Regions from separate parts of the Sus scrofa genome. Here all the other regions are linked to region 3. Evidence: chromatin contacts called from public Hi-C and HiChIP or PLAC-seq data. All regions are on one chromosome and are shown on one strand. Each heading gives the region's core, a stretch centred on a gene start, on an enhancer-like site or on the middle of the called end of the contact. The rest is flanking DNA. Distances are from core to core; before and after follow the strand shown.

Region 1 (4,596 bases), core at 276-2,775, 130 kb after region 3:
CTCATGGTTCCTAATCGGATTTGTTTCCACTGTGCAATGAAGGGAACTCCAGAGATGGAGTCTTTAAAGAGTTAACTAAGAGTTCCCGCTCTGGCATAAAAGGTTAAGGATCCAGCTTTGCTGCAGGTGTGGCAGAGGTCGAAGCTGCAGCTCATATTCCACTCCTGGCCCATGAATTTCCATATGCTGCAGGTGCAGCTGAAAAACACAAAAACAAAAAGAATTAAGTTAACAGGAGGTTATGAGGCCTTAATCCCATATGACTGGTGTCCTTGTAAGAGGAGATTAGGGAGTTCCCGTTGTGGCTCAGTGGTTAACCAATCCGACTAAGAACCATGAGGTTGTGGGTTCAATCCCCGGCCTTGCTCAGTGGGTTGAGGATCCGGCGTTGCCCTGAGCTGTGGTGTAGCTCGCAGACGCGGCTCAGATCCAGTGTTGCTGTGGCTCTGGCGTAGGCCAGCAACTACAGCTCCAACTGGACCCCTAGCCTGGGAACCTCCATATGCCGCAGGAGTGGCCCTAGGCAAGGCAAAAAGACTTAAAGAAAAAAAAAAAAAGGAGATTAGAACATAGACTATGAGAAGACACGGGTAGAAGACATCCATCTACAAACCAAGGAGCAAGGCCTCAGAAGAAACCAACATTGCTGATACCTTGATTTCAGACTTGTGGTCTTATCATCATTTCTCCCACCTATGAGAAGGTGACTCCAAGATAGTCCTCCAGAAACAACTTTTAAGATGCTGGTAAATTTTTCTTTTTCCTTAAAAAAATTTTTATCTTCATGGCCTTGAATTTTCTTTTCTTTTCTTTCTGTTTTTTTTTTTTTTTTTTTTTTTTTTTTTTTTTTGTCTTTTTGCCATTTCTTGGGCAGCTCCTGCGGCATATTGAGGTTCCCGGGCTAGGGGTCGAATCGGAGCTGTAGCTGCCAGCCTATGCTAGAGCCACAGCAAAGGAGGATCCGAGCCGCGTCTGTGACCTACACCACAGCTCACGGCAACGCCGGAACCTTGACCCACTGAGCAAGGGCAGGGGTCGAACCCACAACCTCATGGTTCCTAGTCGGATTCGTTAACCACTGCGCCACGACAGGAACTCCTCTTTTCTTTCTTTCTTCTTCATTTTTTTAAATTTTGGTAAGATGTACCTATCGTAAAGTCTGTCATTTTAACCTTTTTTTTTTTTTTTTTTTTTCTTTTTCGGCCGTACCTGCAGCAGGCAGTTCCCAGGCAGGGGATCAAATCCTAGCTGCACCTGCCACCTACGCAGGGCAGTGCTGGATCCGGACCCTGCGCCGCAGATGGAACTCCTACAGGACTGTTTTTTAATGTCCTTCCCCTGAGTAGAGAACGCTAAGGGCTGTAGCCAGACCTGGCAGGTTTACTTTGCTCTGGAGAAGTAAACCAGTAGGCGCCCTGCCTGGAAGATCAGTGCAGAAAGACTACTACTCCCAGAAACGCTTTCGCCGCTGGCTGGAGATTTTGCCCTCTACGCCCTAGTCTCACGCGGAGGAGATTGAGCATGCGCAACGGAAACTGATCCTGGACGCAAGGCTGCGCGGACGGGGACTGCATCTCCCAGCAGGCCCTGGGGGCTTTTTTTTCATCCCCGCGTGACAAGCGACTTCCGGCGTGGAGGGGCGGTGCGGTGCGCGCGGTTGAGCCCCTGCTGTTAAAGCTAGGGAAGCTGCTGGGTGGCAGGGGGAGCGCCAGCCGCCATGGAGGCCGTTCCCCGCATGCCCATGATCTGGCTGGACCTGAAAGAGGCCGGTGACTTCCACTTTCAGTCAGCCGTGAAGAAGGTGAGTGCGCCTCCCACCCCCCACCCCCCACTTTTCCGGGGTATCTCCGTCGTCCGCCAGCGCGTGACGCCCCCTGCGCGTCCATTCTCTCCCAGGCCCTGTCGCAGGGTCGGGTGAGGCAGGAACGGCCTCCGCTGACTTTCCTTAGCCTGGTCCACCCACGCGAGACCGCAGACCATTTTCTCTTCTCGCCCGCCCGGGGCTAGCTCCCGCTGTCTGGTTGGAACCAGCTTTTCCACTTCTGGCCCAGGGCTATCCACGGTTCCCACCAAGGCACCTCACTTCCTCTGTGTGACGCTCTGGATCTAGTTCTGCCCGCCCCCTTTTCACGCCAGGACTGTCCCACGGAGATCAGTGGGCGTCCCCCTGTGACCGTCTGGGTGGAATGGTTGTGCCCGGCGCTCGGTGCGCAATCAGTCCACGACCCGACTAGGATGAGGATGACCCACTGGAATGCTTGATCTGCGATTGGAGTTTCTCTGACATTTGATGCAATTCTCTTCTGATCTCAGAAGAACTCTAATCTGGATCCCATTTGGACCAAAAGATGCAGTTCCATGTCATCTGGGGGAGGGTTGCTGCTTTTCACGACTGCTCAGAGAGGATAAACAGTGTTGAAGCTCCTGGAGAGACCTTCGCAGTCGTTTGTTGAATCTTCATTTGGAGGGAGGAATCAGGCAGGTTTAGCCTTAATGGAGGGAAGGGAACGCTATGGCGAGATCATGTATGGCCGGTACAAAATGGGGCCAGGTTTGTCGACTGGGAATCAGGTGCTGTCTGAGGCATGTATCTACTGCCTTGGGAAGGACCACTGGTAGCATTGAGAGTAAGAGGGGAAGTGAAAAGTAAAACCAGGAGGCCCTTGGAGTTTGACATCCTTGTGGTTTTAGCACAGCGTCTGCCAAAAGCTAGATGGTGCACCACTCAGGTGCTTGAGAAAAGAAATAGAAGAAAGAAAATTGGTTAAAAAGTAGTTTCCCAAGAAGCTCTCTCTTTCTCTCTTTACACCCCTGCCTTAGTTCAGATACTAACAGTTTGTATTCCTTTGGGTCTATAATTTAATGTCTTTGGGCATCTTTTCCCTCAGTTGTAAGACCAGGAAGTTAGATTAGTTGATCTAAAATTCCAGAATCTTGTTAGCTCTGTCCAAAACTTGGGTCTTTTCTCCATCTGGTCCTTCCTTTTTTTCTTTTTTTGGCTGCCCTGCAGCATTTGGAGTTCCCAGGCCAGGGATCAGATCTGAGCCACGGTTTTGACCAGTGCCATAGCTGTGGCAACGCTGGATCCTTAACCCATTGTGCCAGGTGGGGGATTGAACCTGAGTCCCACTGCTCCAGAGATGCTGTGGATATTGTTACACCACAGCAGAGAGCTCCTCCCTCTGCTCTTTTATACAAGTACAATTGGATGAATTTCTGTAAAAGACAACAAAACTCCTTTGTTTCGTAGTTCATCCGTAACCCATTTAGAGTTCTCTCTGACCTACCCCAGTTCTTTCAGCATTTCTTCAGGGCCCAGTATGTGCTTCTGTGTTCTTCTAATACAAGTATCCCAGATTCTTTTCATAGCCACTTTTGTTCCCTTAATATTCTCTGTATGTTTGGTCTTCTATGCATTTGGTTGTGAAATTCCATCCGGACCAGCTCTCATCTTTGCCCTGTAGGGTGGGGCTGGGGCTTGTTTTTAATGTCTGTTTATTGGTTCTGTTTGTCTTTCAAGGTCCTGTTTAAGCTCTGTCTCATCCATAAGCCTTCTTTCGTCTGGATTAATCTTTCCCTTCTCTGAATCTCTAACTCTTTTTTTTTTTATCTTTTTCTTGGTGACAGTTATGTGCGCCGTTTACCCTCCCCCCCCCCCACACTGAATGGTAAATTTCCTGAGAGACATCTCCATGCAACTCATAATCTAGCAGGGGCCATTCTACATAGTTGGCATGCAGGAAAATGTTTCTCAATTGACCGAATGACAGTTGAGAGGAAATTAAGAGATAGTGGCATAAATTTATGGAAATTCAGTGGATAAAATCTTAGCTCAGGAACTCCTTGGAAATCTTTTTGTTTGAGTTTAGCCTCTGATGCTCTTTTCACTCACAGCTAGCCCTCAAGGTACTACGTGAGCAGTGATTTCCCTGGAAGCCCTGGGCCTCCATGACAGGAGTTGCTCTTGAGCCATTTACTAAGGTGTTATCAGATGCTGATGAAAAAATTCATTTCTTAGACATCAGCTCTTTGATTCCTTATTTTGAGGAAAGGGAAAGGTCCCACTATTTATTTGATAGGTTAAGATTGTGGCATGTATTTACATAAACCCACTGAAAAGGAATAGCAGTCTATGGTGGGTGGGCTGAGCTCTAGAATGGCCAGCTCCCTCAGGTGCTAGAGTGCAGAGTAGACTGCAGTAGCCACTGCACCTGGGAAATCTTCCTGACCTGGCTTCTCTCCCCAACCCTAGAGCCCACACTGTGCCTTCTGCCATGGGTAACCTTTTTCATTTCTGAATTGAGCTTCAGGAACCTTCACCAATGATTTGGAGCTTGAAGGGTAGAATTTAATTTAGGATAGTAGGGTGAAAATTGGCTCTGTTGAGGTTGACGTGTTGAGTACCATGCTGAGCCCTGAAATAATAAGAGACAGTCCTTCTTTTCATGGAATTCCTAGTCTGGTAGAGGAAGTTTAAAAATCCTATTGTGACATCAGTGGATGAGTAGAAGTATATGCAGTGTAGAGAAGTACCAGCCTAAGGAGGGGCCATTAGGAAAAACTTACCAAGGAGCTGGGTTTTGAGGAACAAGTAGG
Region 2 (4,538 bases), core at 1,664-4,163, 67 kb before region 3:
CCTCATGGATGCTAGTCAGGTTTTTTAACCACTGGGCTATAGCTCCGATTAGACCCCTAGCCTGGGAACCTCCATATGCCGCAGGTGCAGCCCCAAAAAGACCAAAAAAAAAAAAAAACTATGTCTTAAGCTTTCCCCCATGACCCGAGGTAGAAAGATACGCGCACTCTGTGCGAAGTGCTTTTCATACATTATTCTCCCAAAGGCCCTGTGAAGTTGCTTCCATTACGACACCTACCTCAAAGACGAGAAAACCCAAAACTTGGAGAGATGAAATCACTTGCTCAAGGTTCAACTAGCATTCAAGTCCAGGTCTCCCTGACTCTGAAATTCAAGTTCTTTAACCCTATACTATACCACTTTTCTCTCTCCAGTGGTGCAAACTCAAACTAGCTTACACATACTACTTTTTAATGTTTGTTAACATTTCACATACCTAGGCTTCAATTCCTACATCAACGAAACTGGTGATACTGTTCATGATGCCTACCAAGACCACTTCCACTTTCTACAGTATTATGACAAAAAACGTCTTCTTTACATACTCCATGTGGGTTCACACACAAAAAAATTTTGTCTTTTTTTTTTTTTTTTTTTTTGGTCTTTTTAGGGCTACACCCAAGGCATATGGAGGTTCCAGGCTAGGGGTCCAAATGGAGCTGTAGCCACCAGACTACAGCCACAGCCACAGCAATGCCGGATCCGAGCCACGTCTGGGACCTACACAATTCATGGCAATGCCGGATCCTTAACCCACTGAGCGATGCCAGGGATCGAACCCGCATCCTCATGGATGCTAGTCAAGTTTTTTAACCACTGAGCCATAACAGGAACGCCCATAAAACATTCTTCATTCCTCCCCACACTCTGGTCCACTGAAGATGTACTTCTGAGTCCACTTTCCCACACAGTATGAAAAATTATGTTTTCCCTCAAGAAGTTTAAGCATGTGGTCCTTAAAGCTTCTGGACTTCAACAAATAACCTGGAAAAAGGAACTGAAAGCAGGCACTTAGCGCCTTCAGGGGCTAGAGTGTTATTTTGCACAGGATAAATGCTCAATGAGCATTTATTGGATCATTACACAGAATTTTTTTTTTTTGAGGTTTTCCAGTTCTCGAACCAAAAACTATATACATGAGCTTTGTAACTGAACTGATGATTGCACAGTAAATCCAAACAATCTATTTAAGGTAAGGTTAGACTATAGGCAAGAACTCATGAAAGGATATAACATGTTGAGACAATTTACTATTGCAAATAAGAGCTGGGTTTTGTTTTAGAAAGGCAGAATCATTATTCCTCTTTTTGTTCAGGTATAACCACCTACACCCCAACAGAATCCTTCTGAGTGGAAAAGTGAACCTAAGAACTATCAAGTAAGACCCAGACATTTCTGGACCAAGATGAAAAGATTTGGCAAAGGGTTCCAAAAAAGAGCCATAGCAGAACTAAGGCAAAATGTGTCAAAAGAGCAAATCTCTTGGAATCATTCTGGTCTTAGAAGTGACAGCCGCATCTGAAAACCCTATCAACAGCTAAGTTTGAAATGAGTTGTATATTCTTAGGTCCAGACTTCAACCAACACCAGCAAATGGAGGTTAAGTATAGCTTTTTAAAACGATAGTTTTGTGAGGACGTTGAGAAACAAGTGAATCCAGGATCAGAAGGAGTGGAAGCTCTCTTGAGATAACAGATACAGTAGCAGAGCCTTCAACAGAAATGTAAAAATGTCCTAGGTTGAAAATAGACTATTGGGCAAAACGATTTTTCGGTCTTCTGGAACACTGCTTAGAAAACCCTCAAATGATTCCTGGTTTTTACCAAATTATTCACAAGGCGTAGAAAGTCATCCATTTAGAGTAAGAGGTTTCTGCTACCAAGGAAGTAAAGTGTCCGAAAGTGTGCAAATCTCATAATCTAGTAGAGAATGTATGCCCCTCCAGAGGCTTTCATTTTCGAGCGGAAAAACAAACCCAGTGTCACCTCAACAGCGGGGCCACTCAAACCTCGCCATTACAAAATCAAAGTGCCAAAGGTGCAGAATATGAAGCCGGGAGCACCACCAGGCCTGGAACGAGTTCCAAGAGGGAAAAAAAAAAATCAAAACCGAGAGCGCAGCGCGAGTCCCTCGGCCGCCCTGGGCCAGGCGACGCGCGCTAGGCCCTTCCGGTCAGAGCCGCCGTCGCCGGGAGGCCAGGCGACGGGCCAGGCTTCCACCCGAGCCCGGGGATTCGCGGCCTACCCTCGCCAGTGCCCTCTCGCCGAGTCTGGCACCGGCTGCTCCGCGGACTCGGCTCCTTGCTCTACAACGCGGCCCCAACGCACCGCGAGGAGCCGAAGGAGACCGCCAAGGCTTGGGCCAGCCGGGTCGGTACAGACGCGGCGGCAGCTGAGGCCGCGCCGCCCCTCCCCCACCGGCCCGGCCCGGCCCAACTGCCGCTGCGACGCGAGCAGCGGCGCCAACGCCGGGCCCAACCGCCAACCCGCGGCGGCCCGGACGAGGGGACTGTGGCTGCGGCGCGGGCCTGCTCCCCACGCCGCCCGCGCGAGTCCACCGCGCACCCGTTACTCTCTGCGCCAACAGCCGTCAGGACGCGCCGCCCCCCGCTCGGGTAAAGGCGGCAGAGGGCAGGAGGAGGCCACGGAGCTGATACTTACTCAGGGGTCGGGTGCTCGGGGTCGTAGAAATCCCCCATCTTCGGAGGCGGCTGCGGCGGCAGCTGCTTCATCAGGAGCTACTGGAGGCGGCGACGCGAGCCCCCTCCCCGCGGCAGGGCGACGCGAGGGAGGGGAGGGGAGGAGGCCGCAGGTCCGACCGCGGCGGCGGCGGCAGGGGCGGCCCGCGTCGCTTGCTCGCTTGCTCCCTCCCTCCCTCCGGCGCCCGCCCGCCGCTTTCTCCCCCACACTCTCACACCGTGAGCGACGCGTACCCCGCCCGCCCCTCAGCCGCACAGGCCCGGCCCCTTAAAGAGACACGCACTCGCCGCGCTTCCGCCGCCAGTCGTCGCGCTGGCAGCTGTGGGTTGACCTCAGATCGGGACGGGAGGGGCGGGAAGGGTGGGAGAGGCTGGGCGCAGCCTGAAGACCCAGCCCGACTTTGCCTACGACTTCCCGGAACAATAAGCCTCAGGCCCTAGAACTGTTGGCCCGCCCCGGACAGAGAGCCGCAGCGTCGCGACCCCTCCCTCGGGCCCGCTGAGGCGGCAGGGTGCTGAGGCGTGACCCGGTGCGTCCCGGGGTTGTCTACGCGCGACGTCGGAGGAACATCCCGAGCCCCGCGGGACACCAACCTTCCTGCCCCACCGCCCTTGAAAACCAGCCCTTCGGGAGCGCCAGAGTCCGCAGCGGCGCCGAGGGCCCCTCCCCCAGGCCTGCGGGCTCTGAGGTAAGGCGGTCGCCGCTTCTCCTGAGCCTCTGGCCCCTCTCTCCTGTATTTCTGTTTCTCCTCCTCCTTGCCTCTTCATCTCACCCCTCAGCCAGTATGGAAACGGTGCTGTGCCGGTGATTCGCCCTTAAAAGCCGAGCCCTGGGGACGCCCCTTCCGCCAGTCCGCCAGCTCTGGGCAGGCTGGGCCCCCACCGCCCATCTCCCGGCAATGTCCAGTCAGCTACCCCCTCACCTGAAGCTGTATTCTGCCCCCGCCTCAACATTGGAGCAGCGCTTCTGCGTGGTTCTTAAGACCTTAGAGGAAATGTCCTTTAAGAAAAGACTATTAATCACATTCTTGCAAAAATGACGCGGTGAGACTAAGTATTTTTGGAAGCAGAGAGAAGAATGCATAAAGCCATTAGCTAAACTCTCAGGACGTTGAAGAGTTTATGGCAATTGATCATTTCGAAATTGGGAGTTCATCAATTTTTTTGTAGTTTTTTTTTTCCCCACTGTAATTTTGAATCGGATTTTACCAGCAAACAATTGGATCGAGTGTTATGGACGGAATGTGTATTCCACCCCACAAATTCATTTATGAAATTCTGTCCCCCAAGATAATGGTATTAGAAGGTGGGGCATTTGGGAGTTGAGTACTTCATGAGAGTGGCGCCTTCGAGTGAATGGAATTAGTGCCCTTATGAAAGCCCATTGAGCAGTCTGAAGCCCAAAAGAAGGCCCTTACCAGAACTCAGCCATGTTGGCACCCTGATCTCTGACCGTCAGCCTCCAGAACTGTGAGAAATAAATTTCTCTTGTTTGTAGACCCAATCTATGGTATTACGTTTTAACAGCCTGAAAGTATATGACACTAGACGTCCTTTACTGGCTCTTTTTTACATTCTATGTGTATAGGTGTGTGTGTGTATACACACACACACACATATATATATATGCTGTCAGAGTCTATTAGTACTTTGTCATCATTGTTTCTCACTTGGGAATTAATTGGGCTTTTTTTTTCTGGTTTTTAGGCATGGCATCCAGGTCCAGAGCCCATCTGATTCCCTTGGTTCAAGTCTCCCATGGCTACTTCTTTATGAACCATGAATATTACCTAATTTCTCTGCTTTTTCTCACTGTAAGATGAGAAAATTATTGTGGACA
Region 3 (4,499 bases), core at 891-3,390:
GCATGTGTCACTTCCAACATTCCTCAACTAATTACTTCATGGAAGTCTTTTCCTGGTCACTGTGAGATCTTTCAGATCTTTTAATTCTTAGAAAATGAATCTAAAAGGTACCTAAGGATAACAGCTTGTCCAATTTCAGTTCCAAAATCTTCGTTTGCAAAATTGAGCTCTTGAAATGAAAAGCCACAAATAGCTCTAACATGACTCCCAAATTGAGGAAACTAAAGAGAATATCTCATTTCCAAGTTCACTTTGATCTAGGCTATTGGGAAGTGGAGAGTGGAGGGAGGTGTGTTGACTCAAGCAAACAATGACCTTCGAAATCTAAAGCTCTGGGAAGCATTCTCCATACCCGTCTGGAGAACCATCCTCCAGCCCAAGGAAGTTAAGATACTGTCCAAGGTGCCCTCTGCAAGGGACCATGAAGAAACAGGACAGCTCTGGGGGCAGATGCCCAAGCCCCCCTCCTGGAAACCACTCCCCAATGACAGCCCAAGGGCAGCATGAAGCCACCTCCAAGCATTTCCCTCCCCTCAGAGCCTGCCCCTTTTCTGCCCAGCAGTTTGCCCACATGCACATGCAGTCATCATATCTATGCTTCCCAAGGCACTTCCCATGCTTACACCCATGGCTCCAGGCACACCAGGACCCATATCCACTTGAGACCAGCTTTCTCTATTAACTGGCTCCTTCCTGTGAGTCTGCTATCTAGCAGCCCCTCAACACCCAGACATTTGAGGACCCCATGCCATTGTGCACTTACTGAAATAATGCTTGTTACCGTTCTTACGCCGCATCATTTGAGTGGGTTTCAGCTCCCAGATTAAATTACAAGCTGCTTGAGGGACAGGACTGTGCCTTCTATCTCTTTTGAATCCCCCCTCAAAGTTCAGAACAGTGCTCAGCACAGAGCAGGTGCTTAAGAAATGGTGATTGGTGGTGATGGTCATGGCTGGAAGTCAGAGGATGGCTGAATTTCCATATGTGGGTCCATCTTCGGTCACTACTGAGAGAGTCCCAAAGAGCAAATAATGTCACTCCTTTCCCATACTGCCTCCACCCCTAACATCACAACACTTCCAGGCAGACAATGGGTTTCCAGGCACCACCTGCAAGAAGCCAACTCCAGCCCCTCAACACTTTTCCCTTTTAGTAGGGTCATTCTCCCCCAGGACCTTGTAGGAAATGCTTCTTCCTCAAGGACACCACATTTAGTTATTTCTGGTGTAAATAAGTGAACCTATGGAGGTCCTGCTGTGGCACAGTAGCTTAAGAATTCGACTGCAGTAGCTCAGGTCCCTGCTAAAGTGCGGGTTTGATACCCAGTCTGGGGCAGTGGGTTAAAGGATCTGCAGGTCGAAGCTGTGACTTAGATTCAAACCCTGGCCCAGGAATTTCCGAATGCCATGGGTGCGGCCATTAAAAAAAAAAAAAGTGAACCTCTGAGCGGCCATCAGAACTCTCAGAGCCACTAGAGAGGCAGCAGCATCAGAGCCTCCCAGAGCCCAAACGCACCTAGCCTTGGACTAAACAAAAGACTGGAACTCAAGTAGAACTAGCCTTTCTCCTTTTCCTGACCCAACATGCTGGACCCTTGTGTGGCATTCGGCAGTGGGTTTGGAGACCATCTCTATCCCTCTCTGGAGAGGTTTCTACATCTGTAAAGCGAACAGCTGGGACTGGCAATCCCAAAGCCCACTCCAACTAGAAATTCTACGAACACATAAGGGTCCAGAAGACTAGAGGTCTCTAAACCTCAGACGCGACGCAGGGCCCTCGTGGGGCCAGGGAACGTTAGATTCGAACACCCTTAGCGGCAGCCAGGCTAAAAGGGTCCCCGCGACGCTTCGCCCTCCTCCGCCCAGGTTTCACAGGTTACTGAGCCAAAGTGGAGAATTCCCAGGTGGAGCGCTGTTCAAATTCCAGCGACTGCCCGCCGCCAGAGCCAACACCTGCTTTCCGGCTTCCCTCCTCCCAACCCCGGCGAAGCATGATGCCTGATTACCTCTTCGGCGGTAGGAGCCCTCCCACAGCACGACCGCAGCAGGAGCAGCGAAGGAATCCCGGCTTGAGCCTCTGCCAGGCTGTGTACACAGTCGCCATGGCAACCTGCCGCTTCCGGCGATTCAGGAAGCACGGGGTAGTGGCGGAAATGAAGTTCTCTGTCCTCTGTTGAGATATGAGTAAGGTCAGGGCTGAGTAAGAAGGACGGGAGATGGGACGGATTAATCAAGAAAGACTGCGGCAGCTGCAGGCGCGAAGCGAGGGTCGCGGTAACGAGGAAACAAAGGATGCGCAAGAACTAGGAAGCGGGGCGGTTGGGCTTCCGGCACAAAGTAGTCTGAGACTACGGCGGCCGCGCAGGCCCTTCCTACTCCAGCCCGGAGCTCCGAGCTGCCGGCCGCACGCTCTCTCGCCCCGCCCTGCTTAGTTTCGGGGCGGCAGGCTGGGCCTGCGCAGTCGCGGCGGCAGAGGAAGATGGTGGAGGACGGCGCTGAGGAGCTGGAGGACCTGGTGCACTTCTCTGTGTCCGAGTTGCCTAGTCGCGGCTACGGCGTCATGGAGGAGATTCGACGGCAGGGCAAGCTGTGCGACGTGACGCTCAAGGTACCAGGGCCAGGCGGTTCGACAGTCGGGGCCAAGGGACCAAATGGGGAGGGAAGAGAGGCGAGGAATAGGGGAGGAGAGGTCTAGCACGCTGAGGGGTGGGGAAAGGAGGTTGGAGGGAGAGCGAGTAGGGGAGAGAGAATTGCCGAATTCTAGAGGGGGACTGGGGCTAAGCGGGGCGACGGACAGGGACGCCTCTTACTCCTTAGAAGGAAAGGGCTCGAGAGGTGCGTCGCTGAGGCCCTCGGAGTGAAGACATTGGGGTGCCGCCTCCCTTTTCTGTCACACAGACCAAGGGAAAATGGATTTGCAGCTCCTCTATGGAGGAGGGGGCCGTGGCCGTCTCTACATTCTAGTAGGCATCACGGGAGCACTTTTCTTACCACCATAGACGTTTCTTGGTGCCCCCTCGAAGTTAGCTGCGCTGTCGTAGATGTGTAGGCTTTTTCATAGGAGTCATTGCTTGCCCTTGATTGTTAGGTGACTACCTTGTCTCTTAAAAGCTTTTAAAATCGGATCTGGGAATCTTTTGAGGTGGGCAGCTACTCTGTTCCGCACTAAAAGGCACACTACCACCACCACCACCACGAAGGTCTCAGAATGAACTGATGGGCTTCATGGGGACGGGGATCTCTTAATCACCTGTTCCCTATTGGCACTCTGTGCCCAAGATCCAGCCTTCCTCCTGTGCCTTGCATCCATTCTTGCTGGAGATGCTTGCTGTGCTGCTCCTTGGCCAAGCTGCTGAGCCCTGAGGAGCCCTCCAGGTGGAGAGATTCTGCTGCAGGTGATGTTCCCTTTTGAGCTTTGGCTAGAAGGCTGTCAGCATCTGCGAAGACCCTGTTTAAAAAACAAAGTTATTCAGAGATCTTTTTTCTTCTTATTGTCTACAAAGTTAAGGAAACTTTTTTCCCACATATTTGAGTCAGACTCTGGAGACAATAGAGTACAATGGTTAAGAGTGCGGCTTTTGAAATAGAAGGGTTTGGATTAAAATGCTAGTTGTAACCTTGGGCAAGTTATTTAACATCAGTTTTCCACATGGAAAAATAGGGATAATTCCTAAATCTTAGTATTTGTATGAGGATTAAATGAGGAAATTTGTGGTATTCTTTGCAAAATGCCTGGCCTAAGGTTTTCATCCCTAAACCCATCCTAAGATTAGTATTCCAGGAGAGGAATGAAATAGATGGAGAGGGGAAAGCATCTTTGGTGGGGAACCAAGGGATTTGAGAAGAATGAGCTGGACGAAAGGAGGCAGAGGAAGTAAATGTAAATGAGAGATTTTTGTCCATGGTGATGACATGGTAGTGGTGAATCAAGGCTGCTAGACTTTTTTTTGGGGGGGTGGCTTTTCTAGGGCTGCACACTCGGCATATGGAGGTTCCCAGGCTAGGGGTCTAATTGGAGCTGTAGCTGCCAGCCTATGCCACAGCCACAGCAACTTGGCATCCGAGCCACATCTGCGACCTACACCACAGCTCACAGCAACGCCGGGCTGGATCCTTAACCCACTGAGCGAGGCCAGGGATGGAACCTGAAACCCCGTGGTTCCTAGTTGGATTTGTTAACTACTGAGCCATGATGGGAACTCTAAGGCTACTATAGATTTGTAAGCAAAAGGATCTGGTTGAGTAACACTTGGAGTGAGTAGAAACTGGTAAAGAGCAGTAATGAGGGTGAATTTTTGGATTAAGATTTAGGCTGTAAGGGATTTTTGTAAAAGTAAAAAGGGCATGACAGAGTGGGATGGTCACACTACCTAAGTTAAAGCATTGCATTTTGCCTCTGTACTTAATGCACATTCGGAGGATAGCACCCTTGGCATAAAAATACTTTTTTGACTTTTCCATTAAAGTACTTTTTGTTCACTCAAAGGACAAGTAAATTAT

What was found. Hi-C and Micro-C count contacts between places; a contact is called where the count stands out from the background. HiChIP or PLAC-seq counts read pairs in DNA pulled down with a chosen protein or histone mark.
Region 1: an H3K27ac HiChIP or PLAC-seq map of alveolar macrophages shows a contact between it and region 3. The contact joins the promoter of PTPN23 here to the promoter of KIF9 in region 3. A contact is called at or near these places in 1 of 5 promoter capture datasets (liver), 4 of 47 Hi-C or Micro-C datasets (embryonic fibroblasts, heart right ventricle, liver and 1 more) and 1 of 2 datasets of contacts at active chromatin or transcription factors (alveolar macrophages).
Region 2: a Hi-C map of liver shows a contact between it and region 3, with 5 times the contacts expected there. The contact joins the promoter of SETD2 here to the promoter of KIF9 in region 3. A contact is called at or near these places in 3 of 47 Hi-C or Micro-C datasets (fibroblasts, heart right ventricle and liver) and 2 of 2 datasets of contacts at active chromatin or transcription factors (alveolar macrophages and skeletal muscle).

The regions. Positions count from the first base shown.
Region 1 is chr13:30,189,134-30,193,729 of Sscrofa11.1, forward strand. It overlaps PTPN23 (tyrosine-protein phosphatase non-receptor type 23), which reads left to right and starts at 1,526. Exons shown (of 25, transcript XM_021068730.1): 1 at 1,526-1,801. The coding sequence starts at 1,718.
Region 2 is chr13:29,993,372-29,997,909 of Sscrofa11.1, forward strand. SETD2 (histone-lysine N-methyltransferase SETD2) reads right to left here and starts at 2,914. Exons shown (of 22, transcript XM_021068704.1): 1 at 2,661-2,914. The coding sequence starts at 2,731. LOC110256227 (a long non-coding RNA gene) reads left to right here and starts at 2,661. Exons shown (of 2, transcript XR_002337517.1): 1 at 2,661-3,387; 2 at 4,406-4,538.
Region 3 is chr13:30,060,731-30,065,229 of Sscrofa11.1, forward strand. It overlaps KIF9 (kinesin-like protein KIF9), which reads right to left and starts at 2,141. Exons shown (of 21, transcript XM_021068719.1): 1 at 2,006-2,141; 2 at 764-1,006. KLHL18 (kelch-like protein 18) reads left to right here and starts at 2,354. Exons shown (of 11, transcript XM_021068725.1): 1 at 2,354-2,607. The coding sequence starts at 2,479.